2 separate regions of the Mus musculus genome follow, and region 2 is linked to region 1. Evidence: chromatin contacts called from public promoter capture Hi-C data. All regions are on one chromosome and are shown on one strand. Each heading gives the region's core, a stretch centred on a gene start, on an enhancer-like site or on the middle of the called end of the contact. The rest is flanking DNA. Distances are from core to core; before and after follow the strand shown. Region 1 holds the start of Nupr1l (nuclear protein transcriptional regulator 1 like). Region 2 holds the start of Crcp (calcitonin gene-related peptide-receptor component protein).

Region 1 (2,800 bases), core at 100-2,599:
CAGGGGAGTTCGACCCCAGAGGTGACAGTAGGGGGCTTTTAACAGCTAGCTGAGGAATTGGGAGGAGTTGGGAGGAGTTCTTCTCTTCCGGGTGTCCTTGGTGACAAGACAGGAGTGGGGAGTGAGTTCTTTCTGAATTTTTATCTCTGTGTCCTCGGCACAGGAAGGCCGGCATCTCTGGTTGTACAGTATAGAAACAAAAAAGCCTTTTGCTGGCTATAGAGAACAAAGAGCTTCTTTCTAGCTGTATTTTTAAAGATCAGGGAAAACAAGCTTGGGGAAATGTTTTAGGGGTTTACCTTTCAGGGAGAAATGCTTTAAGCCAGGGTCTCACAACATCCATGTGCACACACATTACTTTTACATTTACATGCATTTATTTGTGTGAATGAGTGTTTTGCCTGCTTGTATGTATGCCCCAGGAAGCCAGAAAAGGGCTTCAGGTCCCCTGGGACTGGAGATGTAGACAGTTTTGAGCTACCATGTGAGTGTTGGGAGTAGAACCCAGATCCTCTGCAAGATCATAACCACTAAACCCTCTCCAGCCCCTTGGCTCTAACATGCTACTTGTGATGTTTAGTAAGTCTGTCTTCTTAACTTATGAAGCATGCCTTTGTGTAGATTTGTTGAGGGAATTTCCAGAGATTATAGATTGGAGAGAGACAACCCACCTTGAATGTAGCTGCATCATCAGTAGGCTGGGAACTTGAATAAAAATGGAGGGGGGGGGGTACCAAAAAAAAAAAAAAAAAAAAAACACAAGCAAGATGCTAGAATTCCCCTTTCTTTGCTTCCTAATGGACGAATGCAGATTGAATAAGTAGCCTCAAGATCCTGCCCACCGTGTCTTAGCTGATTGTATTCTCAAACGATGAGCCAAAAAAATAACCTTCCCTAAACAGATTATTGCCAAACATTTGGTTATAACAATGAAATAGTAATGTCGTGAAGAGAATTTTCTTGTCACAAGAACAAAGTTAAAGCAATTCAGCAAGCCAGTTTTCTTTTTGCACAAATGAACCCAAACTAGGCTAGCAAATTCATTTGGCCAGAGCTCCTCGTCTTTTATCGCAGTGTTAGGATTATAGGTGTGTGCACAACCACACCTGACTTATACAGTGATGGGGATGGAACCCAGGCCTTTGTGCATGCTAGCACTCTACTGAGTCACATTCCCCAATTCCGTCCCTTCAGGTTTTAACCAGCGAAACCAGGTTTATTATACTTATTTACAATTCGGACCCCGCGAAGAAACACAATTCCGCATCTGGAACAAAGAAGCATGGAAGCCACGCCCCCTGTGAGGTCACAGAGCGCTCCCTACAGCGGAGCCAATAGGAGCACTGGGTGGGGCATTCCGGCGGAGTGACCAGCGGCGGCGGCGGGCGGAGCGCATCGGCGATGGACCCTCCAACTCGTCCTTCTGTCTCCGGCCCAAGGACTCGAGCCCGCCCGCCGCCGCCGGAGGCGCTGCCCACCGTCGGCTTCGAAGAGGAGGTGTACGACTGCCTGGATTACTACTACCTGCGTGACTTCCCGGCCTCTGGGGCTGGACGCAGCAAGGGCCGGACGCGGCGCGAGCAGCAGCTACGCACCAACTACCCGGTGCCCGGCGGCCACGAGCGCAAGGTGGCGCAGATACTGCTCAACGGGCAGCGCAAGCGGCGCCAGCGCCAGCTGCAACCGCGGCCGCGCACACGCCTGGCCTGAGCACACGCCACGCTTGAGCGGGTATGGGCAGGCGGAGCCCATTGGTGTTGGGTAGGGAGTAGAATGTATATCTCAGGTCGGCCTCGAACTCAGTGTGTAGCAGAGGATTACCTTGGACTCCAGATTGTCCTGCATCCAGCTTCCATGGATGGGCTGGGATGCTAAGACATGAGCCACAATGTCCAATTCTTTTTTTACTCTCTTCTCTTTTCCTTTCCTTTTCTTCTCATTTCTGACACTGTCTCCTAAACTGACCTCGAACTCATCACCCCTCCAGCGTTTACCTTAAAATGCTAAAGTTTCAAGCATGGGCCATGATTCCCTGCTGTGTGGTTTTGTTTTATTGATGATGCCCGTAGCCCAGGATTCCATGGTGTGTAGCAAGCCTCAGCTTCTCTAGTCCTGAGATGACAGGTCTGGCCACCATATTCACCTGTCATCTGCTTCTGAGACTTCCCAGCGTTAATCATAACTGTGCTGGCTCCCGATCCCCGACCCAGGGGTTTCCCGGCTGCTGGTGAAAGTCTCCACCGTTTGGAAGTTTGCAATTGTGTGAGAAAAGTCTACATTGGAAATATAGGGAAATGTCCGAGGAAATCCATCTTGGCAGGGTGGCTCACACCTGTAATCCATCTCCAGCCTCTGTGCTCAGGAGACCGCTGGAATTGGAGGCCAACCAGGAACACTCTTTGAGGCACTGTCCCAAAACAAAACTGCCCCTCCTCCTTGTTTGCTTCCAATTGCTGTAATAAACACCGTGAACTTTTGCTTGCAACTTGGGCAGGAAAGGGGTTGTTTCACCTTAAAGCTTACAGCCCTTCCTGAAGTCAGGGCAGGAACCCAGAGGCAGGAACCGGAAGCACAGTTCCCAGAGGTTCATGTTCAGTTACCTTTCTTGTACCTCCCAGGACTATCAGCCCCGGGTGATACCGCCCACAGTGAGCTGAGCGTTGAGAAAAATCCCCGCACTGACTTGTCTCTGACCAGTCTTACAATAGAGGTATCTTTCCAGATGACTCTAGTTTATGTCGAGTTGACAGAACCAAAACCCAGCAAGCCAGCAGACAGAAACTGGGCATGATAGTGCCCA
Region 2 (2,800 bases), core at 214-2,713, 120 kb after region 1:
GCTTTGGGACGCCTCTTTGTCCTTGTTAGTCATTCCCCTGACTGTGCTGGAGTCTAAACACAGTGTGTTATTTATGCCCTGAACTGGTCCTCCAACTGGGCTGTCAGCTAGCTTGGAGAGTGTGTATTATTCACATCTGAATCACCAGCACCCAGTGGGCAATCACGGTAAGACTGTTGAGCGAGTAACACCATGAACACCATTGTGGGACCCATTCTCCTCAAGACAGGTACAGGGCACCATTCAGTCTTACGTTATGATGACATTTTATTTACTTGATAATTTTTTAATTTAATTTTTTCTTATTTTCAAATACCATCATTCTTGGATGTACCTGTTGAACACACACACACACACACACACACACACACATGTGTTGGTTTTTATGAGACAGAGTTTTCTTTTCTTTTTGTTTTTTTGAGACAGGGTTTCTCTGTGTAGCCCTGGCTGTCCTGGAACTCACTCTGTAGACCAGGCTGCCTTGAACTAAGAACTCAGAAATCTGTCTGTCTCTGCCTCCAAAGTGCTGGGATTAAAGGCATGTGCCACCATACCAGCCAGACACCCTCTATTTCTAATACATTATCCCCTGCAAACCATTTTAACACTCACACCAATCTCAGCACTGGGAGGCAGAGGCAGGCAGATCTCTGAGTCTGAAAGGCTACTTAATGAAAATCTGTCTCTCCCCCCCAACTCCCAATTTTTAACGGTTGTATGGGAAACGGGATCTCTACATAGCCTACGTTGACTAGAATTCACCATGTTGCCCAAGCTGTCCTCAAACTCAAGGCATTCCACCTGCCTCAGCTTCCTACGTGCTTAAACCATTCCCCCAGTTCTATTTCTGTCTGTTGAGACTGGGTTTCTCTTTTCTCTGCCTCCTTCTTTCCCCCTTGTTGGAATTAGAGGCTTGTGCTACCTTGCCTGGCTTATGTTTTTTGTTTTGTTTCATTTTGTTTGGTTTTTTTTTTTTTTTTTTTTTTGGTTTTGTTTTCTGTTTTTTTGAGACAGGGTTTCTCTATGTAGCCCTGGTTGTCCTGGAACTCACTTTGTAGACCAGGCTGGCCTCGAACTCAGAAATCCGCCTGCCTCTGCCTCCCAAGTGCTGGGATTAAAGGCGTGCGCCACCACTGGCCGGCATGTGTTTTTTGTTTTTAACAAAAACAAAAACACAAAGTCTCAAATAGCCCCCATGGCTTGAAAGTCATTATGTAGCTCAGGCTGGCCAGAAACTCCTAACACTTCTCCTGCCTCAGCCTCTCTACTGCTGGGTTTACAGGTATGAGCCAGTATGACCGGTTTAGGGATTTTAATGCGGCCAAGGCAAATCCTAACAAAACCTGCACTACGAAAACGCTCGACAGTCTGAAATTAGACCAGGATAGGGACACCTAGAATTAAGGAAGAACCGGGCGTGCCCCGCAGCGATCCCGGCATGCACCCCGGCGGTCCCAGCGTGCCTTGCGGCACACACACGGAACCGGTGAGCAGAGCAGCGCCGGCGCAACGTGAGACTCTTCTCACGGCGGTTGCGTACGCTGAGGCAGAGGCAACATGGAAGTGTAAGCGACACGACCAGGGGAAGCCAGGATCATCTGGGGACCGCGAAGCGGCCGGCGGCTAGACCTCGGGACCCGCGAGCAGGACGGGTGGGCGGGGTGCACGGGCCGGAAGTGCCTGGAAGTGGGGCGGCAGGGGAGGGACCCTGCTGCTTGGGAACTCGCTCGCCTCCCACATCTTTTGGGGAGGGGAATGTTGAAAGGATAGAGAGGTTTCCTTTTTTTCTTTCTTTTGGTTCTGGGAATGGATCCCAAGACCGTGCACGCGGTCTGGAAGTAGTGCGACCCAGAGATAACGTCCCAGTCATTATCATTACTATCTTGGGATGTGGACTTTGCATACGCTAGGGAAACACTCTACTACTGACTGAGTCATATTCCCAGCCAGCATCATCACCATCATCGTTTTGTGATGGTGGAAATGGTACCCAGGACTTTGCTGGGCAAAGGCTTTGCCACCGACCTGCATCGCCAGCCATTATCGCTATTGTTATTTTGGAAATTTGAGGAAGGTACCCAGGGTTGTGATCGTACTGGGTGTGCTAGTTTTCTTTCGGTTGCTGTGACAAACACCATGACCAAAGCAATTTAGGAATAGAAAGGTTTTTATTACATCTTACACTTCCAGGACACAGTCCATCATTGAGGGAAGTCAGGGCAGGAACTCGAGGCAGGAAACCGAAGCTTCAGAAACAGTTCAAGAACTCTGATGGCTGGTTTACTCTCTGGCATTTTCTAATTTTTGTTTGTTTGTTTGTTTGTTTGTTTTTTTGAGACAGGGTTTCTCTGTGTAGCCCTGGCTGTCCTGGAACTCACTTTGTAAACCAGGTTGGCCTCAAACTCAGAAATTCGTCTGCCTCTGCCTCCCAAGTGCTGGGATTAAAAGCCTGTGCCACCACCAGTTGGCCAGGTTGTACCCTCCTGCATCATTTAATAATCAAGACGATCCCTCATGGACATGCCCATAGACCAGCCTGATAAAAGGCAGTTTGTCATTGAAGCTTCGTCTCCTTTTGATGATTCCAAGCTGTTTCAAGTTGACAGTTAAGACCAACCAGAAAACCAGGCCAAGTTTCCCCCCCACTCCCTCCAGACAAGGTTTTTCGGTAGAGCTCTGGCTGTCCTGGACCACGCTTTTTAGACCAGGCTGGCCTTGAACTCAGATATCCATCTGCCTCTGCCTCCTGAGTGCTGGGACTAAAGGTGTGCGCCACTACCGCCTGGCAACTAGGCAGATT

The links. Capture Hi-C pulls out chosen DNA fragments and counts their contacts.
Region 2: a promoter capture Hi-C map of adipose tissue shows a contact between it and region 1. The contact joins the promoter of Crcp here to the promoter of Nupr1l in region 1. A contact is called at or near these places in 23 of 39 promoter capture datasets (the 3T3-L1 cell line, 3T3-L1-derived adipocytes, the C10 cell line and 16 more), 2 of 15 datasets of contacts at CTCF or cohesin (embryonic stem cells and pro-B cells), 29 of 484 Hi-C or Micro-C datasets (the AtT-20 cell line, the C10 cell line, the G1E-ER4 cell line and 17 more), 11 of 115 datasets of contacts at active chromatin or transcription factors (the 230-238 cell line, the HPC-7 cell line, the SCID.adh cell line and 5 more) and 4 of 9 other capture datasets (adipose tissue, liver, macrophages and 1 more).

Annotation. Positions count from the first base shown.
Region 1 is chr5:129,907,191-129,909,990 of GRCm38.p6, forward strand. It overlaps Nupr1l (nuclear protein transcriptional regulator 1 like), which reads left to right and starts at 1,350. Exons shown (of 3, transcript NM_026916.3): 1 at 1,350-1,731. The coding sequence starts at 1,402. The coding sequence ends at 1,710. It also overlaps a transcript of Zbed5 not described here.
Region 2 is chr5:130,027,843-130,030,642 of GRCm38.p6, forward strand. It overlaps Crcp (calcitonin gene-related peptide-receptor component protein), which reads left to right and starts at 1,464. Exons shown (of 6, transcript NM_007761.2): 1 at 1,464-1,565. The coding sequence starts at 1,558. Gm40334 (a long non-coding RNA gene) reads right to left here and starts at 266. Exons shown (of 3, transcript XR_868562.1): 1 at 1-266.